Regions from separate parts of the Mus musculus genome. Here regions 2 and 3 are each linked to region 1. A link is a contact called in public promoter capture Hi-C data. All regions are on one chromosome and are shown on one strand. Each heading gives the region's core, a stretch centred on a gene start, on an enhancer-like site or on the middle of the called end of the contact. The rest is flanking DNA. Distances are from core to core; before and after follow the strand shown. Region 1 holds the start of Mc3r (melanocortin 3 receptor). Region 2 overlaps Dok5 (docking protein 5). Region 3 has its middle 140 kb from the start of Gm35033.

Region 1 (4,494 bases), core at 1,107-3,606:
GGGTAACCAGTGAGTAGTCAGTTAAAGAATGTCAGGTGATCGATACCCGTCTCTCCTGGCTGCCCATTACTGTGAGTCCAGAGGGAGGAAAGCATCCAGGAAACTTCAATACTTAAGTTCTGGTTATCAAATTACTATAGTTTTGAAAATTGTCACAGGCCAACCAAAATGGCATAGCCCTGGCTCCTACTGCTCCAGGTGACTCTGATGCAGAGGTCCAGTGGGGTCCTCATGCCCACCTGCCCCAGATGTTTATTCCCTCCAGACTTCAAGCATGGTAGGGCCTCTGCCCAGGGCCCTCCTCTACCTCAACCCTCCCAGAGACAGCTCTTCCCTTGGTCCCGCCCACATCCTTCAGCCCCAACCTTCACCCCACCAACTCACACACTGGATATCACCTCTTCATAAAAGTCCAAACCTACATCTATATCGCAGTCTAGGACGGGTCCTTGGCAAAGAACACCTCCCCTTTGCCCCCATGATCTCCTGATTTGTGTCCATCACCCTGAGCTATACTGTAGTGTACAGGCTCAGTTGGTCAGGCTACGTGTGGCAGGGTCTGCAAAGTATAGCTCCCATCTAAAAAGAGAAGTTGTGTTGCAAGTGAAAAGCTAGCAAAGAGCATGGAATCATGCACAGAAAAGCCAGGAAACTGGAAGGTTCATCTGTCTAGCAGCTTCATTGACGTCCAGGGTTTGGTTTGGAGCACTGGGGATCAAACTCATGCTCCTTACTTATTAGACACGTGCTCTACCACTGGGCTACATCCCAGCCCTCTTCATGTTTTTAATCTTGAGGCAGGGTCTCACTAAGTTGCCCAGTTTAGCTTTGAATTCACTCTGTAGCTCAAGCAGGACCTGGACTCAAAACTCTCCTACCTCAGCATCTTGAAGTCAGAAGAAAGCACAGCTCCCACCTCAAAGGGAGCCAGAGGTTGTTTATTTTGGAAGCAAGTATGAGTGGCTACGCCTGGTACATATATATGGCTTCAGCTCATCTCCAAATCAGGTTGCAGTATGGGAATGTTTTCATGTGGTTTTATAAATACAAAACAAAAGAAAGTAATAAATCATGGTATCTTTCAAGTATATTAGTGGGCATAGCATGTAGGCAGGTTACAGCAAAGCTGGGGACTTCTTGCTCTGGGTTTCTGATGCTGTGTCGTGAGGTGGGGTGGGTGGGAATTGGTGATCTGCAAATTTATTACATTCCCAAAGGTCTCCCGTAGTAGGTGATACCCACAATATAATATTACATCACACACAGGATGGCTATTATATGGTCTAAATATAGCCAAAGATAGCTGGGAGATGTGGCTCGGTTGGTAGAGTGCCTACCTAGCATGCATGTAGCCTTGGGTTCAATCCCCAGCACCTCAGAAGCCAGGCGGGGTGATGTGCCTGCAATCCCTGCAGTCGGCACACAAAGGCAGGAGGATCAGAAGTTTAACCTTATCCTTGGCTTCATAGTGAGTTCAAAGCCAGCCTGGCATAGGTGATACCCTGTCTGCAGAAAATAAAATAGCCCAAGATAGTTTGGCCATGAATCTGTCACATCCCAACTTGACACAAACAGGAAACTTCTGCTCAGACCAGCCTACATCTCTACCAGGTCCAGATGCTGATGTAATTTAGAAAGTAGCAATGACCACCTCAGCCTCCAGAAATCATGCCCTGACCAATCAAGAGCCATCAACATTGGAGCCAAACACTCTCCTCCCATAGCAAAAAAGGTTGAGACTCCCCGAAGGGCCAGGAGCAGTTGACATACTTTAATAATAAACTATTTTTAAATGAAGGCATGCATATTGTGTCTTAGACTTATTAAATTGCACGTTTAATGAACTATTAGTGCAGGTTTCATTTTTATGTGTTCTTGGAAATAAACAAAAATTGGTGTAATTCTCGTGACTGTGTTACTTGCTTCTCTATGGAGTTCCTGGGTGACAGCTGCAATATTGTCAATGTGTGAGCACAATTCTCTGATTTCTCTTCCTCCATCCTAGACGCTGGTTGGCGGTGGCGGGGGTCGGGGGAAGGGCTGGGCCAGCGCTTCTCTTGTTTCCTTCTGTATTTCTTACACCCAGTGCAGACCTGACCCATACCAACCCACAAACGGCCAGCAGCAGAATGAATGCTGATCTCTCTTTACCGGGCAGGTCCGAACTACTCCTACACGAGCGCAGGTGAGCAGTCCGGACTGCAGGGGGCGCCAATCTGCTTCCTCATCTCCCCGGTGGAACCCGGAGCCCCGACCTGCTGTCAGTCAGACAGTGCCAGCTGCTCAGTGGTCATTTTGCTGCACTGGAGATGAAGTAGGAGTTCCGATGCATAAAACCCGAGTGCTCTCTCTTCTCACATCTAGCGTCAAGTCCCACAACCCCTGGCTCGCTAGAAGTAGAGCTGTAACTGTAGCAACGGGTGTCGGGTGGGGATGAGAGAAGACTGGAGAGAGAGGGTCAGAGCTAGAGGGGATGAGGCAGGCTGATCAGACTCTGCACTGATTGCTGGAGACCGCAAAGGAAAGTTCTTTCTATGTCTCCAAGCCCCACTCCCTCTCTATCTATCTATCTATCTATCTATCTATCTATCTCTCCCTCTCTGGAGAAACTAAAGTCTAGACTGGACAGCATCCACAAGAGAAGCACCTAGAAGGAGAATTTTCCCCAGCAGCTTGCTCAGGACCCTGCAGGAGCCGCAGCTGGGACTGGACCTGCTGTTAACCATGAACTCTTCCTGCTGCCTGTCTTCTGTTTCTCCGATGCTGCCTAACCTCTCTGAGCACCCTGCAGCCCCTCCTGCCAGCAACCGGAGCGGCAGTGGGTTCTGTGAGCAGGTCTTCATCAAGCCGGAGGTCTTCCTGGCTCTGGGCATCGTCAGTCTGATGGAAAACATCCTGGTGATCCTGGCTGTGGTCAGGAATGGCAACCTGCACTCTCCCATGTACTTCTTCCTGTGCAGCCTGGCTGCAGCCGACATGCTGGTGAGCCTGTCCAACTCCCTGGAGACCATCATGATCGCCGTGATCAACAGCGACTCCCTGACCTTGGAGGACCAGTTTATCCAGCACATGGATAATATCTTCGACTCTATGATTTGCATCTCCCTGGTGGCCTCCATCTGCAACCTCCTGGCCATTGCCATCGACAGGTACGTCACCATCTTCTATGCCCTTCGGTACCACAGCATCATGACAGTGAGGAAAGCCCTCACCTTGATCGGGGTCATCTGGGTCTGCTGCGGCATCTGCGGCGTGATGTTCATCATCTACTCCGAGAGCAAGATGGTCATCGTGTGTCTCATCACCATGTTCTTCGCCATGGTGCTCCTCATGGGCACCCTATATATCCACATGTTCCTCTTCGCCAGGCTCCACGTCCAGCGCATCGCAGTGCTGCCCCCTGCTGGCGTGGTGGCCCCACAGCAGCACTCCTGCATGAAGGGGGCTGTCACCATCACTATCCTGCTGGGTGTTTTCATCTTCTGCTGGGCGCCTTTCTTCCTCCACCTGGTCCTCATCATCACCTGCCCCACCAATCCCTACTGCATCTGCTACACGGCCCATTTCAACACCTACCTGGTTCTCATCATGTGCAACTCCGTCATCGACCCCCTCATCTACGCCTTCCGCAGCCTGGAGCTGCGCAACACGTTCAAGGAGATTCTCTGCGGCTGCAACAGCATGAACTTGGGCTAGGATGCCCGTGGAGGTGTTCCACATCCAGCCAAGAGACAAAAACAACGCTCAGACGGGACGTAAAAGGGTGTTAGGAGCTGGAACTGTGCTTGGCTTCGTCTGTAAGCTCGTGGCCCTTTGCAGACGGGACACGGCGTAGGATGGGCTGTCTGTGAGGATCTGTGTGTGGGTAAGTCAGTTTGATCTAGCACATAGCCTGGAAGAATCAGGCAAAGCAGCCCTGAGTGTCATCTGTGTTCATTGCTAGGCACCCAGGGTTTGTGGCCCCTGCCTGCTTATTGGCTTTGTACCAGTAACTGTGCTTCAAGCCAACCAGACCGGAGGGCTCTCGTGAGCAGAAAGAGTGCTTAGACTTCCGGCAAGCATCCTGGCTCACAGCGGCCACCTCCTGACCACTACCGGGAGAGCTTTGCACATATTCTGTGGGAGATTGAGTGAAGCCCTGAAAACAATGTGATATTTGCTGCTCCCTTCCAGAACTTACATCTGTGCCAGCCTCCCCGAACCCCTGCACAGAGACATGACCCCCTTCTCCCTGTGCCGTTGTCATGGTTGTTATTATTGTTGGAGTTTTGTTCGTTAAAATCTAAGCTTCAAACCTAATACATCAAAGCGCTCTAGTCAGTGAGAGGTCCTAGGATCCTGGCCACTGCAAGGTAGATGTTACTCTTTAAAGAACAAAGCAAGCAAGCAAACAAACAAACAAAACGATGGTCTTCTACTGTTTCGTCTCTGCCTTTCAAACGCGAAGAAAGTGCAGGCAGGAAGGTGTGCGTTTCACTAGAAACTGCCTTGCTG
Region 2 (4,494 bases), core at 1,442-3,941, 1.5 Mb before region 1:
GAGAAGGGCAATGAAACTTAGCACTCTACATTTTATTCTTTTTATGAAGTAGCTTTCCAGGCCTGGCTGATCCCAGTAGTTCTGGGCGTGTCCCAGGCATAGCATGACTCACGGAAAGCCAGCTGCTGTCTTGGAGGGAAACCGTACTCTCCTGAGATGCTCTTTGGTGCCTCTCTTGGGAATGTGCCACTGGTCCAGCTCATGGTGTCTTTTTCTCTGACTCTTCCCTGTGCTCTGCCCCTTGAAGTCTCCTCACTCCCACTGGGAACATATGCTGCTCTGATATTTCATGACTAACCTTCATCTGCAATTAATGTGTGGCTTGTTCTCTCTGTGGAGGTTAAAGCAATATAATCAACGACAAGGTTACCATCTCTCTGGAATACCATTAGGCTTCTGTGTCCTCGACTCCTTCAGCCCCTGTGGTAATGTTTGCTCTTGGTTAACTTAATGTATTTGCAGATGATGTAAGGCATTTATATAAATGCATATAGCATTAGAAATGCAGTCATTTGGGCTATGTATTCTTTTTTATCTGTTTAGAGATAAGGTCCCACTATGTGGCCCAAGGTGGCATAGAATTTGTAATCCTGCCTTAGACTCCTGTGAGCTGGGATTTCAGGCCCACATCACCAATCATGGCTTGGCGTGTGCATTCTCTTTGTAAAGAACATCCTTTATAGAATGTTCCAGAAAAAAAAAACTTACATAGGGAAATCTCATGTATACTTCTAAAATAGAGTAAGCGCTGCAACATTGTCGTTGTGAAAAATTCCAAAGAATGCATATGTTCAGGTCCTCATTAGCTCTAATTGTCAACCTGACACAGCCTAGACATAGCCTCGTTGTCTGAGACAATATCCTTGATGGATAATTGAAGAATTGACTAGGTCAAGGTGGTCCTGCAGGCATGTCTGTGGAGGATCATCTTGATTATTAATTTGCCTAGGTTGGCCTATTGTGAGTGGTGCCATCCCTACACAGGTGGTCCTAGCCTTATATAAGAGAGCTCACTAGGCATGGACCTAGGCACAAATCGCCTACCTCTGTGGTTTCTGCTTGGGTCCCTGCCTTGACTTTTCTCAGTGGTAAACCCCACCCTAGATGTGTAAGCCAAACAATCCCTTTTCTCCCCTACATTGTTTTTGGTCAGGGTTTTTGTTACCGAAACAGAAGTGCAACTGGAATCATCTGCTAAGGAGGGGCCTTTAAGTGACAACCGACTAGCTAGCCAGGCATTCCCAGGAAACTTATTTTCTTGCATTTTCGGGATGCTTGAAGCCATCTTTCCTCCCTGGCTCTTGGCCAATCCTCCTCATCTGGATTTTTCAGTCATGTATCTTTTTACTCATCTTGTTTCTCTCTTCTCTCTAAGAATGCTCCTGGTGACAGCGGACCTGGCCAGACAACCCCAGGCACTCTCCACTCCAACACCTTTGACCTAACCCCACCTGTGAAGCATCTTTTCCCATCGTCACTGCAAGGCACAGCAGACTGAGCACAAGGCATAAGTCTGAGACAGATGTGATTGGCCATAGCCTGGGGTTGTCTTGGAGGCTACATTCCACTGTTGATGCTGTCTGATGACATCTAAGCTTTGGGGTGGCTAGAAGGAACCTAGCCATCTATGAAACTAAGATGTTCCAAACCCTGAGAGCTCACAGAGATTTAGGTCAGATACAAGGGAGAAAGATGAATGGCCATTAAGGAACCAATATGGTCCAAAATACTTTGGGCTGTGGACCGGTAGCATTCCAACTCTCCCCAGTAACAAAGTTCATGTGAACCAGTCTGTGTGCAGAATGTTTAACACAGAAGTGGCTTTTCCTGGGAACTTTAGTTAAGAGTGTAGACATCTTTGAGGAGACCCTTTTCCTGCTCACACAGCACATCCACAACACAACTGTCCTTTGAAACCTTATCCTTGGAAGTCTCCTACCAATTTCAGTTCAGAGACCCATTTGTAAATGTGTAGGAGCATGTTCCTGCTCGACTAATCCAGTTCGGAAAGTGAAATTCCTCACTAAAGAACAGTCATTTGTTCTATTGGTTGCCCGTGAACAATGAAGGGTGAATTAACGGAAGAGTCAATGAAAGGTGTGTGCAGCAACTTGAACTTGAACATGATGAGCATCTCTGAAGGAGATCCAAGCTTCCCAGAAACCCAGGATAGCCCAGGGGATAGCCTGGACTGCTTCTAGGCAGTTGGGTTTTTCCAGAGCAGGCGATCTTGAGGACTTCCTTGTCTGGGCGCAGCTTCTGACACAACCCATTGCTTCCTGATCCTACATACTGCTCACTCTCTGAGCAGACAGGGACAGCATAAAGAGATGTGTACGCCACAGTAAAATGTTCACTTGTGATGTGTCATGCTAAACCCGTAAGCTAAAGGTTGACAACGTCTCAGGGTGCAGCTCCTGTCTCCTCACTTCCCTGTGTGTAATTCCTTAAGAGCGTAGAAGTGTTTGTGGTTGTATAATCCTGTTAGGACTGGGAGAGGAGCTGTGTTTAAATATGCATTCTGGGCGCCATTGTCAGCCACGGAGACATATTTCATTGCAGCAGGAATATCTATGGACGTGCTTATGGTGCGGGGGTTGCTTTTATTCAAATGAGGATTCTAATTCAGTCTTCGAGAGAACTGAGCAACATTGTTTCAATGCTCGCCTCTTAGGAGATAGTAAGGGTGTGTTCTGCGGCTCTGTCTTATTTATAGAGGCCTATGCAGCAGATGGAGAGACACCAGAAAGGGAAAGGGCTGATTTCAGCTTAACCCTTTGGAAGCTCTCAGCTTCACTAGACCCGTTCTGACTTGCTTGGCATCTGATGGAGTCTGTGCAATAGCTCCAGAGCCTGATCTTGCTTTTGTAACATTCTCGGTAAGGCTTTCTTCATCGTTACAAACATCCAAGTCCCTTCGTGAGATGAGCTGACGTCTGGCTAAGGTGGTTTGATGTTTGCTGCATGCTCACACTGACTTAGGGTGTAGCTGAGATGTAAATGACAAAAATATCAATACAGATATGTCCTCACTTAGTCAACCAAGATATGCACACTAGGAAACCAGGATTTCTTTTACTAGACTGGCAAATACAGACTTCTCTCAGAATGCGCAGTCTTATCTTACACTGAAGTTTTTATTATGAGTTTTGAAACAGGGTTTCACATAGCCCAAGCCAAACATGTAGCTCAGGTTGGCCTTAAATTTATGATCCCCCTGGTCTCAGCTTCCTAAGTACAGAGAGTCCAACCTAACATTGATGCCTTTAGCATCCTTGCATCATCTTGCATCACTGCCTCTCCTCAGGTGATTCTCTTTCCCGCAGGTCTCTCCTGGACTTGAAAGTCCCTCCTAGTCTCTAATCTCTTGAAGCTGCACTTTCAGCGTCAACACTGCCACCTCTCTAGAGGTTTGCGTTTATACTCGTCTTCCAAGTTCTTTATGTTTGAGAATTCTGAAGTAATATCATGGTATCTAAACTCCCCATAGACTTAGTAGCCTGTACTTGATTAAAATATGACTTCCCACCTTTGTATAGTGTTTGCCCGCAAGCTTAAAGATTTGCTCCCTAATCCTCTGTCTATCCTGCTGCCACTGGGCTAACCCAGACTCAGTTATTTATTTATTTATTTATTTATTTATTTATTTATTTATTTTTTCACTTGGTATGATAGACAGAGGTGTGGGCTGTGACAGGTATCAAGTGCTATTTTGCATATTCATGAAGTGGGGGGTTGGTGTTCCCGTGCGATTTAGGCAACATGAGATTGAATGTCTCAGCCTCTGTGACTAAATTCTGGCTTTGCCATTCAAAAGCCTCTGTGGGGACTCAGCTCTTCCTTCTGTTTCTGAGCTGTAACCTCCTTTTTAGTCTAACGGACAAGCACAACCTTTCCTAGACAGGATTGAGTGTGTGGGAAGAGCACCGAGGTGCCCCTGGTGGTCTGCATGGCTGTGTAATGGATGTAATGGACCCTCCACAGTGAAGACACTACAATTCTAGTCATCCAGGTGATGGTGTTGGGGGCTGGGGCTCTTGGGAGGTTGCAAGAGCAGAGAGCCCTTAGGAGCCACCCTTAGGAGCCACATGGCAGCCCCTGTGAAGGAGGCTCAAGGACCTTTTCTCACGTGTGTCAACACGTCCCAGAGCTGTGACAAGCAATTGATGCTGCTTGTAAGCCACTCCTCCGTAGCCTCTGGTATGGCAGCCTGGGTGGACAAGGGTCTCCTCCCAGATCTTTGTGTGCACTAGGTCCTCCGGTAAGCTGTTCGTATGACTGCCCACCTGATGTTCTCAGTGACTTCTCTGTGATAGCTGCTACCAGATCTTACTTTGCCACGAGGAATTTGGGGCCTAGTTCGAGTCCACCCAGGTAGGCATCAACGTGTCCAGGTCTCCAACGTAAGTTGGCAGATTTTCAAAGTGTATGCGTTAGTTAATAATTTTGGGGTGTGCCTATTGCACTCTGATCTTTATTCTTTTGTATCAAGAA
Region 3 (4,494 bases), core at 971-3,470, 1.3 Mb before region 1:
AATCTATAGACCTAGATAAATATACAGATGATAAATCTATAGACCGGTGCAGCTATTGTCAGAATCCACACTTAGGTCATTGCCTTTGTACTCAAGATCTCTTGAACCCGTTTGTGATCCATTTCTGTCCCCATTTCCAATTAGACAAGAACTGTTTGGCTGTCTTCCCCTCTGCATTTGCCTATTGGGGCATTTCACTTGGACTGAATCACTCTATAGATGGCCTTTCGTACCTCTCTTCTTGCACTTGGCAGGCTGCTATTTGCTTTTGTGTACATATTTATGTTGTAGGTATGTGTGTGGGTATGTGTGTGTGTGCACACACACTCATGAATGTTTTTATATTGTGCATTTGTGGAGGCCAGAGGCCAATATCAGATGTCTTTCTTTAGTAGTATCCACTGAACAAGGTCTCACTGAATGTGGAATTTGTCAATTTAATCATGCTGACTAGCCACAACATCCAGAGCTTCCTGCCTCTGTCTCCCCAGATGAGGACTACAGACATATGCAGCCTCTGTTAGCTCATTGCTGAGTTTTGGTGAGTCAGACTCAGGTCTTTGTGCTTGCATGGAAAGCACCTTATAGACTGAACAATCTTTTGAGTGCTTGGTACATTGCTTCTGTATCGTGGCATGGGGTGGTGGATTGACCTCCACAGACACTGAAGACAGGAACTTGAATATTTGTCCAAGACTGCTGTGTGCCACATGCTGATGACCCATCTTTGAGTAAGCAAAACCTTTCTTTGCTGTGACTGACATACATTTTCCATGGTATGAAAGCAAGTTAGTAGATAAACATAAAAGCACTCGCACGTGTGGCCAGTGCTATCACTGTAAGAAGCCAAGAGAAAGCACAGAGTTGTAACGTAGGCCTTGTTTAACTTGTGAGAGGTGGCACTTGTAAAGTGCTGTTGGGAGACTTCCTAGGGATACATAGAGAAATGTCTGCTTCTTTTTTTAAAAGCATAGAATAGAGTTTATTCAGGGCATGGGGAGGGGAGTCAAGAGGGTAGTAGAAGCAGAGAAAGGCAGAGAGGTGGGCGGAGAGGGAGGGGGAGGGGGAGGGGGAAAGGGAGAGAGGGAGAGGAGGGAGAGGGAGGGTGGAAGAAGGGGGTAGGGGTAGGGGGAGAGGGAGGAGAAGGGGGAGAGGGAGAGAGAGAGAAGAGGCTTGCCATGAGCATGTGGAGAGAGGGGTGAAAAGAATGGGGAGAGAGCTGGAACTGGAAGGCAAGAGCAAGAGAGGAGCAAGAGAGAGCAAGAGCTGTCTGCTTCCTCTAAGGCGCTGTTTTAATTTCATTTCTGCTGTTGATACAAATACCCTGACAAAAAGCCATGCTGGGAATGAAGGGTTTGTATGCTGCAGTTCCAGGCTACAGTCTGTTATTCTGGGGATGTCAAGGCAGTGAATTAAAGGGTGACATCCACAGTCCAAAGGAGGGAGAGAGTACATTCAAGCTGCCCTCCTTGCTTGTTTGCCTGTTTGTACTCACATAGCTCTCTCCTTGCTTATATAGTTCACTACCCCAGCCATAGTGAATCAGGCTGGCCACAGGGTCTTCCCACATAAATTAACAATCAAGTCATAGATTAACAGCCCTCTTTACACATGCTCGCAGGCCAACCCAATGTAGAAAATTCCTCAAGATTCTTATTTCTGGTCACTCTAGGTTATATCAAATTGCAATTAACCAGCATAACTAATTCATGTTAGGCAACTTACCAACAGTCACACCCCTGAGGAGTCCTAATCCTAGGATGGACAAGTTGTAAAAATCTACGTGATTGGAACACAACCTAGGCTAGAAGCTCACCCAAGCCACTCATTGGTATCCAATATCATCTCAGAGAAGGAAGGGCTTTTTGTGAGACTCATGATGGCTTTGTGAGCCTTGTGAGCTACACAGGTTTCCTCCACAGGGAACGATAATAGACCCGATCTCACGAGGCCTTCATTCTGACTGACCCAGAAATAGCTACGTAATGTTGAATAAACACTCATTTAAATGGAAAGTAATTACATAGGTGCTGATATAAGAAGCTGCCAATAATACCACCAGACGTCTAGTATATTTGTGTCCAGGGTGAGCATTAATGTCCTTGGTGGGTTTTGGTGTTGAGACCCTGGTAAGAAGAAGTCCATTCAGGGCTTAGGTAACATATGGCTGCTCATCTGGAGGTTGAAAAGAGGAGGTGCTTAGCAAATCAAACAATTACGGAGTAGCTTTTTGGGACTGCAAAAGGGAGAAGCCACATGGTAGTAATTTGCAGCTCAAGTCTGCTAATGTCTTGCTCTGGGGCTTTGGCAGGCCACTTCACTAGCAATAATAATAATCATGATAGATACAGCCTATGAAATGATTTCTGTATATCCCTAATATTTTACATAAATTATTCATTTCCTCCTTAAACCCAGTCCAGCATGTGGAAGCTTTATATATAAATATTCATGTATATATACAAACAAATATGTTGTTATCAAAGAATAACATGACAATAATTATAACAGCTTATTGCTATTCAATTCATCATAATTACATGCTATACACTGGTCTAAGCACTTCATGGATATTCATAGCTCTATTTGTATTTCACCCTGAGATGGTCAGTGGTTGACAACAGTTAGATTAGAACCCCTGGATTAGATTGAAGTCCAGATCTCTTTTTGTTGCTCTTCAATGTGACTCCTAGGGCTATCTTAGTGTTTAATGGCTGTTAATTTGGTCTGAATAAATAACTTCCTGTTTGGCAGATGAGGTAGGGGTAGAAGGCCTGGCTAGTGGAGGTGGGTTACTGAGCCAGGCCTTGAGGATTCCAACCATGTTAGAATCAGCACTTGCTGATCCATCAAGATGGAAACAAATGATAGTCTCATGTCCTGCCTGTCGTGAGATGTTCTCAGCCACACTCTGGTCCCTCATCTTGCCTAAGGTTATATAGGTGTCCAGCCAAGGTGTGAACTGAGAGGGTCTGGATTCAGCCACTTAGTCCATTTGCTGTTTGGTTTACGGAGTTCTTGCTTTCCTCTGTTGCAGCACTAAGCCCCATGATGATCTTGAAGATTGTTTCTGGTTCTATACCAGAACTGCCCCACTACCTAGCATCATGAATTTCATGCTTACATTTGGGCGATGAGCTGGGGATGATAAATGGAAAGTGGAAAGACTTACAGATGTAGGCCAAAGAAAAAAAAGGCACTTGGGAAGGATCATCTAGAACGTCTCTTTCATGTGTCCTTTCTAGCTTGTAAGCATGCAATGGCTAAGAATTGACAGCTTTCCTACATCCATAGCCTACATCCTGGATGGACATGCAAGTTGACTACCTGTATCATGATTTGAATATGCAGTGTCCCTCACAGGTCCATGTCTGGTCTATACTTGGTCCAGTGCTCTTTGGGTAGGTATGGAAGCATTAGGGGTAGAAGGCCTGGCTAACGGCGGTGGGTTGCTGAGCCAGGCCTTGAGGATTCTAACCACGGTCGAATCAGCACGTGATGATCCATCAAGATGTGAATGAACAGTAGTCTCACAGCTTGCCTCTCATGAGATGCTCTTCAGATGGCTTCCACGTCAAATCAAAAGTGTGTACCTACAGAGAGGTCGTGGGCAGCACTTGCTTAGGTGGACATCCTGTCTTTGCTGGGGTGTGTGTGTGTTCATATCCTTGCAAACCTAGATTGTTTTCTACAGATGGGTGGTCAACAAAGTTATGTACAAAGCTGTATGGTACTCTTGTTGGAATTCCGTACTGAAGCTTCCCTAATGATGTGCTAGGTAGAAAAACAGGAAGTCAAGTCAATGGGCAATGTCACCGAGTCTCAGACCATAGTTTATCCTATTACTCTGGTTTGCATTCACTACAGCTTAAAGGATCTGGTTTATGTCTTTATTCAATTATCTGTCTCCTTCTGAAGAAACTTAACTAAAGCCACCTTCAGTGGCTCCAACTCTGGACACTCAGCAGTTATCCATACATTCGCGACTGATGGGTGGATGAGACACACACTTGTGTATTCTGCTTCTCCTTACTTCTGCTCCTGCCCAATCCCTGCTAGGAAACCAATATTCATAGATGAAACCTTATAAAACGGACCAAAGACTTCCTCATGTTCAGTATTTTCTCAGATCATTTTCTTAAGAAAAATGACCTACAGTAGCAGAATGTCTTAAAAAATATTTAATGGAATGGGAGAGACAGCTCAGGGGTTAAGAGTCCTTGCTGCTCTGCCAGAGGACTAGAGTTCTGTTTCCTGAATTCAGGTCGGGTGGCTCACAGCTGTCTGGAACTCTAGCTCCAGGAGATCTGACACCCTTTCCTGGCCTCCATAAGACATACGCTCACGATAAGTACTCATACACATGAAATAAAAATAAAGAACAAAGTTGTTCATCATTATGGATATTCCTCTTGCTCAGCATTGATGCAATAATCCATAATATGAATGAACCACCATGTTCATATCCCATTAGATTATTTAAAGCTGTTTTCA

What was found. Promoter capture Hi-C pulls out the DNA fragments that hold promoters and counts their contacts.
Region 2: a contact with region 1 is called in a promoter capture Hi-C map of hippocampal neurons, with 4 times the contacts expected there. The contact joins the enhancer-like site here to the promoter of Mc3r in region 1. A contact is called at or near these places in 7 of 39 promoter capture datasets (cranial neural crest, embryonic stem cells, frontonasal cranial neural crest and 3 more), 2 of 115 datasets of contacts at active chromatin or transcription factors (embryonic forebrain and embryonic stem cells) and 1 of 9 other capture datasets (embryonic stem cells).
Region 3: a promoter capture Hi-C map of second pharyngeal arch cranial neural crest shows a contact between it and region 1, with 14 times the contacts expected there. The contact joins the enhancer-like site here to the promoter of Mc3r in region 1. A contact is called at or near these places in 7 of 39 promoter capture datasets (cranial neural crest, embryonic stem cells, frontonasal cranial neural crest and 4 more), 3 of 115 datasets of contacts at active chromatin or transcription factors (embryonic fibroblasts and embryonic stem cells) and 3 of 9 other capture datasets (adipose tissue, embryonic stem cells and liver).

What each region holds. Positions count from the first base shown.
Region 1 is chr2:172,246,136-172,250,629 of GRCm38.p6, forward strand. Mc3r (melanocortin 3 receptor) reads left to right here and starts at 2,357. Exons shown (of 1, transcript NM_008561.3): 1 at 2,357-4,494. The coding sequence starts at 2,725. The coding sequence ends at 3,696.
Region 2 is chr2:170,764,785-170,769,278 of GRCm38.p6, forward strand. The region is part of intron 1 of Dok5 (docking protein 5); the gene reads left to right. Among named protein-coding and RNA genes, the nearest start is that of Gm35033, 8.8 kb to the right of the region's middle. Within about 2 kb of position 2,692, at least 25 of the 459 cell types and tissues checked have an H3K27ac peak or open chromatin away from gene starts, as enhancers often do. A contact at or near this core is called in hippocampal neurons, where this site is marked.
Region 3 is chr2:170,917,566-170,922,059 of GRCm38.p6, forward strand. No RefSeq gene overlaps it. Among named protein-coding and RNA genes, the nearest start is that of Gm35033, 140 kb to the left of the region's middle. Within about 2 kb of position 2,221, at least 1 of the 459 cell types and tissues checked has an H3K27ac peak or open chromatin away from gene starts, as enhancers often do. A contact at or near this core is called in second pharyngeal arch cranial neural crest, where this site is marked.